Linked DNA regions of Mus musculus: region 1 is linked to region 2. Evidence: chromatin contacts called from public HiChIP or PLAC-seq data. All regions are on one chromosome and are shown on one strand. The core of a region is the stretch at or near the end of the contact, and the rest is flanking DNA. Distances in the headings are between cores, read along the strand shown. Region 1 holds the start of Wdtc1 (WD and tetratricopeptide repeats 1). Region 2 holds the start of Trnp1 (TMF1-regulated nuclear protein 1).

Region 1 (6,090 bases), core at 1,517-4,016, 160 kb before region 2:
CAGCTCACAATCGTGTGTCACTCCAGGATCCCAATGCCTTCACAGCAACATACACGTAGGCAAAACACCAATGCATATAAAATAAAAATAATTTTAAAAATTACTTAATAGACTAAAAGAAAAGGCCCCCAACTATTTATGCCAGACACGCTGACTCACACCTATAATCCCAGTGCTCAGGAGACTGGGGCAGGAGGATGATCTGCCTGGAGTTCCAGGCAAGCCTTGACTGGACTGCAATGAGCCTGTCTCAAAAAAAAAAAAAAAAAAAAAAAAAGAGAAAAATGAAATACAATTTAACAATGAGGAAATCAACTGTTAGCCTCAGAGTCAACCCTGCTAACTAATCCCTGGTCTGTTTTAGAAGATTTGGAGGACCTGGAGATATGGTCCAGTGATTAAAAGCATTGGCTGCTCTTGTAGAGGACTGAGGTCAATTCCTAGTACCCACATGGCAGCTCACAACTATCTGTAGCTTCAGTTCCAGAAAACCTGTCACCTTATTTTGGATTCCATGGGCACCGCACACATGTGGCGTACATACATACATACATGCAGGCAAAAGGCTCAACACCCGTAAAATAAAAACAAATTAAAAAAAATACTTGGGTATTATACTCAACAGCAAAATCCTAATTCTTAAAGATACAAGGCTTACAAGAAAAGAAAATACAGAACTCAAACCAGAACTAGTCCAAGGGTGCTCACTCACTGTCTGAGCATCGCCTGCCCACTCACAACTTAAGCAGCGAGCAGTGAGCACACCTGTGCCCTAGGTAGAGAGAACTTGGGACCAGGAGGCAGGAACATCTTTGCCTCAGAAGGTTCCTCAGAATGATTTTCTTTTCAAAACCGATTCAGGCTTTACTTATTTATTTATACTTGGGTTTTCAGACTGGGTCTCACTAGGTAGGCTCATAAAGAGATCCCGAAGGCTTTGTTTAAAAAGGAACACCTGGAGCCAGGTATGGTGGCACATGCCTTTAATCCCAGCACTCAGGAGGCAGAGGCAGGCAGATCTCTGAGTCTGAGGCCAGCCTGGTCTACAGAGTGAATACAAGGGCAGCCAGGGCTACATAGAGAAAGCCTATCTCCAAAATACAAAACAAAACAAAACAACTTTAGGGCCAAGGGAAATAGCATTATACCACTTAATCCCTGTACTTGGGACTTGGAGGCAGGAAAATAGTTTATAGCCAGCATGAATTACAAGATGATTTCAAGGCCTGCCTGAGCTACATGAAACTTTGTTTTAAAACCCACACATGAAAAAAAAAATGCTTATCTGACACTTTATCCCGATCATCCACCCCATCCTTGGAAGGAATGGAAAAGCTACAGTCACAGTACTCAGCTTCTAAACTCAAACTTGAGAAAACTTTCAAGTTGCTCCACCAACACATTTACCTCAAGAGATTTAAGAACACCAGAGACATTCACAAGAAATTAGTCACACTCAGCTGCTAAGATAAATCGTCTGTACTGCTCAGATAAATCGCATGTAAACCCTCATACTTTTTTTTTTTTAATTCTTATTAGTCCTGGTAATGCACCTGCAGCGGAGAGCAAACCATAAGTCGCCAAGAAACTCCAATCACCGGGCTTGGGATGGGGGGTGGGGGGTGGGGCGTGGGACGGGACGCTCCACTAAAGCTTTTCAGAAAGAGATCCTGCGGGTTTGCAGTTTATCTCTACCGATTCTTATTTACCCTTTGAAGTGGGTACTAATAGCCCACTCCCAAGCAGAGACCCTTTGTACTTAGCGCTACAGTCGATGATGCAAACACCTTGGCAAAGTTCAGTTTGGTGCCAGGATGAGCCACTGAAGGCATCTGCGACTGCCAGAAGCCTGAAAACTCACTCTCTTTCTCTCTCTCTCTCTCTCTCTCTCTCTCTCTCTCTCTCTCTCTCTATAGAGAGAGAGAGAGAGAGAGAGAGAGAGAGGAAGGAGAAGGAGAGAAAGAAAGAAAAGGAGTATGGGGTGACAGAAACAGAGAGCAAGAGAGGGAAAGAGAGGCAGAGAGACACGGAAAGAGCAGACCAGGTCATTGACCTCTTGAAACTTCCACCTGCCCCTTTCTTCCTGAGTGCGATCGGCGCCAGATCAGATGTCAAAAACTCCGCAAAAAATAAATAAATAAAAGTCCCGTGATAGGACGACTTCTACCTCTGCCCCGGTGGAGCCTGCGGGACTCCTACAGCCTTCCCCCACCCCCTCCCCCGACCTCCCAGCCAGTCCTCTTCTAGCCTCCCTTCCCCGGCCCTTTCTGCCCTTCCTCGCCGCCGAGGCCTGACCCCTTCCCGGGACACCCCGGAGTCCCGAGGCGATCGGGCTCAGGCCCCCAAGCAGGGAGCCGGCCCAGAGCGGACGGCCCCGGAGCCGGGGCTCTGGGAGCCGGTCCCCGACTCGACATCTGCGGCGGGGATGGGGCGGCGGCGACCCGTACCTGTCAGGTCTCTTCCCAGGACCAGCAGCGGAGCAACTTCAGGAGCCCATGTCGGTCCGGGGGGGCCCGGCCCCTCTCCCGGGAGCAGGGGTGCGGATCCCGGGAAGGGGGCTGGGGACCCGGGCAGCTCTAGCCTCTTCCCATGCTCCCCGCCCGGCGCCTGGCCGGGGCCGGACAGCGCCTCCGCCCGCCCCTGCGCACCGCCTCACACCCGCGCTCACACACACTCACACTCCCTCGCGCGCTCTCACACACGCACTCCCCTCCCTCCTCCTCTGTTTATCTCCTCCAGCTGTCTGGGGACCCAGGAGAAGTCCCGCACTGCGCCTGCGCCACGCAGTCTCCGCGCCGGCCCCGCGTCTCACGGTCCGCGGCTACGCTACGGCGATGGCGCTCGGCAGTTTCCTGAATAGTGAGCGCGGGCCCTAGTCCTCTCTGCCACCCTCACCCCCCCTCCATCGCGCGCCCGGTCAACGTCTGCTGCCGGTGGCGCCCACTAACCTGCTAGCGGGGGAGCCCCCCACTTCGCCGGGGCCAATCGGCTTCACCGCTCGCGGGAACGGCAGCCAGTGGGCGGGCGGAAAAGCGGGGCTCAGCTCTGGAGTATCATGGGAGTCGTAGTTTTTCGCCATCGCAGAGGTCCTGCGGCGTGGACTTGCCCCGCCCGGTTACCATTAGTTACCTGGACGCACCTCCCATCCCACTACACCTTTTCTGAGTCCCAATTCCACATGTTCTCCCAGGTCCAGTACAGACCCTCCAAGGGCTAAGAGCTCATCAAAATTGCTTTTGATGCTGTAAATTAGGGGACACCTAAGGCTAAGACCCTGAGTCCTCCCAGAGCAAAGCCTCAGCCTGCTCCTTGCTCTAGGGGGCTGCTGAAGTTACAGGTTCCATGCTCGAATCTTCAGGTGCTGGAAGGAAAAGGTCCTATGTTGAGTGACCTGGGAGCTCTAGGAACCCAGATCGATGGCAGACAAGGTCTATCTAATACTAGCCAAGTAATTGCTCTTCTGACTTTCAAGCTCCAAGTCAGAACGGAGACACCCTCCTCTCTAAGGGAGTTCCAAGGTGACAAAGGTGGCAGTAAAGATAACTTAAGGGAGAGAGACCAGGAGCTTCAACTCAAAAGCAATCACCTTACATTTCTCTTCTCTTAGAGTGGCAGATACACAGTATGCCAACGTCTAAGTAATAACACTTTTATTTTCACTGTATTGGGCATGCTCTCTTTGATAGATACAATTGTTCCTATGTTTTTAAAAAGAAGAAACAAGCATAAAGTAGTTAAAAAGATGCTAGCCCAGGGTCACACAACTGGTTAGAAAACAAGGAATGAAACCAGGCAGTGCTGGAGACTAAGTACAAACATTTAGCACTTAAGAGTGCTGGTCCAGGGTTGGAGAGATGGCTCAGCGGTTAAGAGCACTGACTGCTCTTCCGAAGGTCCTCAGTTCAAATCCCAGCAACCACTTGGTGGCTCATAACCATCCATAATGAGATATGATGCCCTCTTCTGGTGCCTCTAAGACAGTTACATTGTACTTATTTATAATAAATGAATCTTTGGGCTGGAGCTAGCAGGGCTGACTGGAGTGAGCTAAGGTCCTAAATTCAATTCCCAGCAACTACATGAGGGTTCATAACCATCTGTACAGCTACAGTGTACTCATATACATAAAAATAAACAAATCTTTAAAAGAGTGCTGGTCCTAAGTTTCTCTTCCCATAAGTGTCTGGTCTTTGCTCATTTCTGTTCGGACCACTTGTGATTTCTTTCTCTTGTGAATTCAGGTCAGTCTTCATCTTCTAGAAAGGTTGTGGGGCATGCCTCCTGACCTTTCCTGCTTAGCTGTATGGAGAGACAGAGACAGAGACAGAGACACGGAGAGACAGAATACTCAGCTGGGCACATACCTCCAGTATGTGGGGGTAGATGTGAGTGGTCCTGTATTAACTGAGGCTAGTAGCGAGTTCCAGCCTAGCTGGAGCTACACGGTGAAACTCTGTCTCAAAAAAACAAAAACTCCACAGATATTAAGACTTGAAGGTCTTGACATCATGTATCCACAGGTCCTAGCTTTAGGCCTACAGTCTTTGTTAGGGTGACTGGGTCAATAAAGCTACAAGGTAGCTAATATTTATCCTGCATCTTTCTCAAGACAAGTGTTTCCAGTGGGTAAAACAACACTCCCACAATCAGGCAGCAAACAGTAGAGGTCAGCATCAAAACTTAGATATGTCTAATCCATTACTAGTCGTTATTTAAAAAAAAAACCATTGATTTATGTGTATAAGTGTCATCTTCCTTTACACCTGCATGTTAGGAAATGGCATCAGATTCCATTACAGATAGTTATGAGTCGCCATAGAGTTGCTGGGAATTGAACTCAGGACGTCTGGAAGAACAACCAGGGCTCTTAGTCTCTGAACCATCTCTCCAGCCCTCCACATTATTTTAATTGGGAATTGTTCTAGGTGACAAGGTTGCAGAAATGACAAGAAAGAGGGGTGGATTGTGTTTCTGCGACAGTATATATCTGCATTCAGAATGAATGTTTGCTGGCAAGGGATGACCAGAAGTAATAATATCCACAGTCACTTGCTTATTTTCTGGCTGGTGTTCACTGGAGCACTCAAGCTTGGTAACTTATATAGTATTTGTATGTATGTATGCATATATACATTGACAAACACTAATTTATTAGACTTACATTAGAAAGGATACATATTTTCCTTACTCTGTGCTGACCAGTATTTTGTCACCTTCATACAAGGAAGCTCCCATCAGCTTGTCCTGGGAGACATTTTCTTGATTAATAATTGGTTTGAGAAGACCCAGGATGGCCCAGCATATTGTGGGTAGTGCTACCCATGGGCAGGTGGTCCTGAGTTGTAAAACAAAACAGGCTGAGCAAGCCCTGAGGGGCAAGGCAGAATGTAGCCCTCCTTTGGACTCTTCGTCAGTTTCTGCCTTGAGTTCCTGCCCTGACTTCCTTTCACGATGTTCTATGATCAGGACACGTTAGCTTTCCTCCTCATGTTGCTTTTGGTCATAGTGTTTTATCACAGCAATAGAAACCCTAACTAAGTCACTCATTTCCATAGGAAAAAAAAAAAACAGAGAAGGTAAGATACAGCTGATTGGCAAGGCACTTGCCTAACGTGCAAGACCCAAGCTTTGATTCACAAGACCACAGAGAAAAAAATGTTCAGTTCAGAATTTGACATATCTTCCAGCCAGGAGTGTACTCAGATTAACAGAAGAAAGCCACTCCAGCAGAGCTGGGCGACTTTGGGAACCCTTGAGATTAGTGGAAGTCTTCTGTCCAGTAGTAGGAACACTTGTGTTTCTATGACACTCTGGACCCAATTAAGGGAGGTGTAAGCAAAGGACCAATTCCAACAATCTCTGATTTTCTGGGGGACAGAGCATTTTCAAATATAGTTTATGGTAGTGAATATAGCTGTTTTTTTCCCTCCCCAAGACCATCAAAGGATGCCCCAACTGACGGCTGCCTCCGCAGAGATAGCTGCTGGATTGCTTTCATCTTATAAGACTCCAGGACAAACGCCACAGACGTCAACCTGAAATTGAAGATTCTCCTATTAACAACCCTCCATTCTTTCTTGCTTGCTTTGC
Region 2 (5,882 bases), core at 2,788-5,287:
TTCTGCAGACTCTCATATTCCAAAGCCATTGAAAGCCCCAGAACCACAAACAAGAATGACTGAGGACCGGGTCACCAGGAACTAAAAGCGTCCCAGGTCCCGCCCCCAACTCTCACGAAGCAGCTCCACACTGCCCTCTGGTGGCACAACCAAGCTGCTGGGCCCAGCCAAAGAGAGCAAAAGGGCTTGGTCGTCTCCTATCTCTTAACCCGATTCACTGGTTGACATAGTGTCCTCAATGCACAGATCCCAAGGGTCCCTGACCTTGCCCCATCTGCAGGCTAGGGGCCATCAAGAAAGTTTTCAGCCAGAGCTACACAGTGAGTCCCTGTTTTGTTTTGTTTTGTTTTGTTTTTTAAGTTCAAGAAGTCACGTGGGAAGACTGCTTTCTGCTCAGGGCTAGAGTAATATTAGCCAAGTGCTACAACATAATTTCCAGAGGCTGGGATGTGGTTCAATTGCTAGAGTGCTTGCCCCGCATGCACCAGACCCTGGGTCCAACATTAGCACAGTATGGTGGGGGTGCGCATCTGAAACCCCATCACTTTGGAGGTAGTGGCAAGAGAACACAGTTCCCTGTTGGGACCAGACAGGTAGTTCAGGTGAAGGTGCCTGCCACCAGGCCTGACCACGTGAGCTCAATTTGGGACTCCCTTGGTAGAAAAGAGAATGTACTCCTTCCTGTAAGTTTTCCTCTGATCTCAACACATCACTGTGGCAAATGCCTGCCCCACCCCAATACACACACTCCTGTATGCATACATTCATAAATAATTAATGTTTTTTAAAAGGTTCAAGGTTATTCCCAGCTCTCTATGGAGGTTAAGGCAAGCCTGTCTCAAAAAATTAAAATTAAAATAACCTGAGCCCCCATTAGGTCTCCTGGGATGGTGACACCCAGGGAGCTACCTGGAAGAGAACTGGAAGGCAAGCCTTAGAAGCAAAGACCCTCTGCTGTATGCTACCTCCCGAAACCCCTGGAGTAAGTGGTGATCGGTGTCTGTTAGTTAGGAGAGAATGGAACAGGCCCAGGAATGCTACACAGGATCCTAGGAGGACTTTTGACTTTTCATTGGTTGAGAAGGTTGATGGCCTGAGATTCAAGTCATTGAGCTGTGTGCCCTGGCACAGACTTTTTTTTTTTTTTTTTTTTTTTTTTGTCGAGGGAACAGCCTGGCTTCTTGAAGAGGAGGGAGGGGCCAGAACTGCCTGTACCCCCCACCTACCCACCCACCCGTCTCCAGCAGGTATCATCTCTAACTCTTCATGTGTCCACCCACGCCACTTCTGAATCAGGTCAAAGCTGATTACAATAAACCCCAGAGAAAGTCCTGACGGTGGTGACAGAAAGCACTCTATGCCATTAGCTAAAAAGCTCCTTCGGATCAAGGGCTTCAGCCCTGCAAACCAGAAACCCGTGGTCCTGGCGGCGGCCCAGCTTACTGCAGCCAGAGCTCCAGCTGTCATCTCTAGGAAGTCCTGTGTTCTCTGGCCCTCAGAACTCCAAAATAACCTGGAAACTTCAATAAATCCTTCTCTGGGAAGGACAGTTTAAGCCAGAGTCCCCACTCTACCCCTGGGCTATGGCTTTCTCAGAAGTTCTGAGATTTCCAGGTAAGAAGGCTTTAGGAAGGTCTTCCGAGATCCCAGCAGTATGCTACCTGTGCAGGGGAAGGTCTGATGGGGGGACAGGTTCATCTGAGGACCCCTGCCTGTCACAACAATACACCTCACTCACAGGATGACAGCATCCGTGTGACTCTGACATCCTTCTCTTCCTCCTCTCCCTTCTCAAGCCTGACAGGAGGGACAACAATATTCAGAGATGTGAAGAAACTGATCTAGAGAGGGGACAGCATTGCTCTAGGTCACTGTGGACAGGGTCCAGCCAGAGAGGGGACAGCATTGTCCTAGGTCACTGTAGACAGGGTCCAGCCAGAGAGGGGACAGCATTGTCCTAGGTCACTGTAGACAGGGTCCAGAGGTCTGCTCTCCCTAACTACTGGAACAGAATGTAAAGGATACACACAAGCCTAGGACCAGGCTCCCCTCCCCTCTCCTTTACCTCATCTCCTCCCCACACCCTCTCTCTCTCTCTCTTCCTCTCTCTCTCTTTCATGTGACCTTGAGAAATCCCTTTTCCAGTTTGTAAAACAAGGATTTTAAATAAGCAGAGGCTGAGCCGGTCCGTCCCTAGGTGTGACTTAAATGAGTAAAATAGCCAACCATGCCTTACAGTGGGAAAAAGAATTCAAGGCCCTGTTTCAGCTTCCCCACAGCAACTCCTCAGAGGTGGTTATACACACTCTCTGCAGCCAGGTCCCTCACAGCTGAGTGGGGACAGGGGAATAGGGACCCGAAGGGCATCCAGTCAGGTGGCATTTTCAGTCTGGCCCTTTAAGGCCCCCCTTTCTGGAAGCTGATGCCATGCCTGCTCCCTTGGGGCTGTTAAAGAGTGTCACCTGGCTCCATCCCTGGCAGAGCTATCTTAGAGATGCCTTGGGGAGGGCTGCTAGCTGAGCAGGTGACAAACAACTCATCCTGAATATCCCCATCGGGCTGTAAGCAGATACCAAAATCATTAGGAGTATGGGAAACGCTGGGACCTAGAAGCAGAGAGACCTAAGTATGATGGGGACAAACCTTCAACCTCTCCGGGTATCTGTCTCCTCCAATGGGAGTCACAGACTCAGAGGAGAATCCAGTCATACAGCCCTGAGCCAGCCCTCCTCCATCCTGGGACTTTCTTCTTCTTCTCCTTGCAAGGGATGGAGCTGGGCTGTGTAGAAGCCAGCAACTTTGAGGGCAGGGTTTTTACAGTCCCAGGGGACCCAGGAGAGACCACACTAGCACAGGTGAGGGAGCAGATGTTGCAATATTGCAGCAAGCTCCAGCTTGTTAAAGTTTGCCACCAAATCCCTCCGGAAGCCGAACACCTTCCACTAGTTCATCTCTATAAGGGGACTTGGCACTGTCATCTAACCAGCCACGAAAAAAAGGACAGCTCTATCAGGGCTCCACAGATGCCCGCCCAGACATGGAAGATCCCGGATCCTACACTCCTCAACACAGACACACGCTGTATCCAAAATAACACCAGTCAACAACACCGCACCTTAGTGTCACTTTCAGGGCCCCCCATGGACCCCCAGCTGACTCCTCCGCGTAGATGACGCCGTCCATCTGGCCAGCACCTGGATCCGTCCGTCCGTCTGTCCTCCCGCACCTGGAGACTCGCCTGCCTCGGGAAGCCAGGGGTCCGGGGTACTGAGGTCAGCGCTGGGGGGAGGCGGGGCCGCGGGGCGGGCTGCGGCGGAAGGGCGAGTCGGGCTCCGGGCCCTGGCCGCGCCGTAGCCGCCCTGCGCCCCAGGGCACGCAGCTCCCCAGGCCGAGCGCGGACGCCAGCAGCGCCGGGGGACGACCCCGGCGACCGCGGCGCGCACCCTTCTTGAGACGGGACCCGTGCGCAGCCAGGTAGAGCTCGGCCTGGGCCACGCCGCCGCTCAGGCGGCTCAGGCTCTCGGCGCGATGCGCCAGGCGCAGCTCCGCAGCCAAGAAGACTCGGTGCAGCTGCAGCACCCGGCTCTCCAGCTCCGACACCAGGCGCCGGCGGCCCTCCACTTCTAGCAGTCGCCGCCGCGCTTCGGCCAGCTCCAGCGCACGGCCCCCTGCCCCCGCCGCCGCGCCCGCGATCCCCGCCGGGCCCGCGCCCCCAGACCCCCCACTAGCACCCTGGCGCCAGCGCTGCAGCTCCTGCCCTTCCACGGGTGTCTCGGCCGCCTCGGGTAAGGGCGGTGACTTAGTGGGGGTCGGAGTCGAGGTCGGCGATGGGGAAGGGGGCTGGAGGGACGGCAGGGGCTCCCGGGGTGGCGGCGGGGGCGACCCCGGTTCTGCCGTCCCTTCCTGGGCCCCTGGGCCGCAGGCGCTGATTCGGCAGCCCGGCATCCCCCGCCCCGCGGCGGCCCAGGGTTGTCGGTGCGTGGGGAGGAGAGATGCTGGGCACGAGACTAGTGAGAGGCGGCCGCAGAGCCCACACCCAGGCCGCACGCGCCGCCCAGCATCTTATAGCACATGGGGCGGAGCGATGGCAGCACAGCCAATCCGAGACTTTTGTGCCTGAATCTGCCCTGCCTCCCGCCAAGGAGCGTATCCCCAAGTGTTTCAAGTTCCCTGTCTTTCTCCCAGATTGGCTCCGTTTGGGCATCATCCCAAATTTGGGGTAGATAAGTGACGGTCACTTTCCTCGCCTGGAATCACCTCAGAAAAATTCGATGGTAATGTTTAAAAGTCATACATTTCAGTCTCTACCCAGAATGGCTGGGCGTCACCTCTGCTCCTCTGCCGGGCCCGCGTGACAGTGAGAGCCTAGCCTAGAACTTAGCGCTCCGGGTCTCCTAGGATGCCCTTCCCGCCCATCTCTCTGGGCTTATGGGGTGGTTAAGGCAGAGAGACGACTGGTGTCCACTGGAAGATGGGCATATGACTGGATTACTCGCATACCAGGAAGGCACTTAGCTTGCAAAACAAACACCAGAGCCGCTGCTCCTGGTCCGCCAACCTTCGTGGGGCCCTTAGAAAACCCCAAGGTGTGCAAAATTATTTTCCAGCTCCAACTCTGCCTGCGTGTGCACCTGCTAGCCCACAAGACACGTCCTGGTATCTTTCAAATGGAGGGGGAAAGAAACTCAGAAGAAGCCGCGATGCCCTGCTCAATGTCAAATTGTAGGACAGTGGCTGAGTCTGGACGGAAATGAACGAACAAACTCAACCATTCATCAGAGCCCTTGAGATACGTGGATTCCTCCAATTCCCAAGCACGACTCCACATCTCGAATTTTAACCATCCTAGCTCTGCCCACTTTCCCCACGGCACAAATAGCCCTTCTGTTCCCCTTCCAAGTACTGGCCCAGACACCAAGGGTTTTACCTCTGATTGTATCTATTTGAAAGCGCCATCAGAGATTGGAGGGGTTCACGGTAGGAGAGGGCAAGGTCCCCAGGGCAGGAAGGAAGCTCTGAACCCCATTGGGAAGGACTGCAGCAGGTCCTCGGGTTTCAAAGGATCTGCCAAAGGTGTGGCCAGCCCTGAGGGTCAAAATATATGAAGAGGAATCTGACTAGTGGGGGGAGGAAAGCCCCAGTCCCTCCGACCCACGGGTCCACCCAACTCTAAGTGCTTACAGGTGCCTTTTAAGTGACAGGAACTCTGACAGCAAATCTCCACAGAAGCAGCTCCCAGAGCAAGGGAAGGAGGGTGAAGGGAGTTAGATTCAGAGAAGCGGGACGGGAGGACTCACGGTAGTAAAGGGGTGTTCAGTGAACAGGAGTAGATCCCAGAGAAGAAGGACAGCCAGGGCTACACAGAGAAACCCTGTCTTGAGAGAAAAGGAAAAGGAAAAAAAGAAAGGAAGAAGAAAAAAGGGAGGTATGTATGTGGGGAAACCCCACCATTGGTTAGTTCCAGGGAACCTGTCAGATCTGGATTGCAAATCCTTCCAGAGACCTTGGATATTGGTCTCTCTAAGAGGGCAAAGATGATGAAAGCATATTTACGAGGAGGGGCTGGTAGTGTGCCTCAGTAAAGCTGGGTTCAATCCCCAGCACCAGATAAAACCAGAAACAACAAAGCAGCTATGCCTGTCGTCCAGCACATGAAAGGCAGACAAGAAGACAGGAAAGCAAGCACCGGGCTAGCCTGGGCTACATGAGATCTGTGTCAGAATCCAAATAACTAAATAAGTGTTCACTGAATGCACTGTGTTCTCATCCCTTAGACGTAGGGACAGCAGGCTTTTCTTCTCAATAGGAAACTAATGGCCCTCAAACTCACCTGATTGAGCTGCGTGAAGTGGCTCACAGCTGATATCCCAGTCTTCAGGAGG

The links. HiChIP or PLAC-seq counts read pairs in DNA pulled down with a chosen protein or histone mark.
Region 1: a contact with region 2 is called in an HNF4G HiChIP or PLAC-seq map of pancreatic cancer cells. The contact joins the promoter of Wdtc1 here to the promoter of Trnp1 in region 2. A contact is called at or near these places in 5 of 39 promoter capture datasets (hematopoietic stem and progenitor cells, hippocampal neurons, liver and 1 more), 5 of 484 Hi-C or Micro-C datasets (the Ba/F3 cell line, the G1E-ER4 cell line, the HL-1 cell line and 1 more), 8 of 115 datasets of contacts at active chromatin or transcription factors (the 230-238 cell line, embryonic stem cells, extraembryonic endoderm stem cells and 4 more) and 5 of 9 other capture datasets (adipose tissue, embryonic stem cells, liver and 2 more).

Annotation. Positions count from the first base shown.
Region 1 is chr4:133,336,549-133,342,638 of GRCm38.p6, forward strand. It overlaps Wdtc1 (WD and tetratricopeptide repeats 1), which reads right to left and starts at 2,767. Exons shown (of 16, transcript NM_199306.4): 1 at 2,448-2,767.
Region 2 is chr4:133,494,513-133,500,394 of GRCm38.p6, forward strand. It overlaps Trnp1 (TMF1-regulated nuclear protein 1), which reads right to left and starts at 4,038. Exons shown (of 2, transcript NM_001081156.2): 1 at 3,116-4,038. The coding sequence starts at 3,945. The coding sequence ends at 3,274.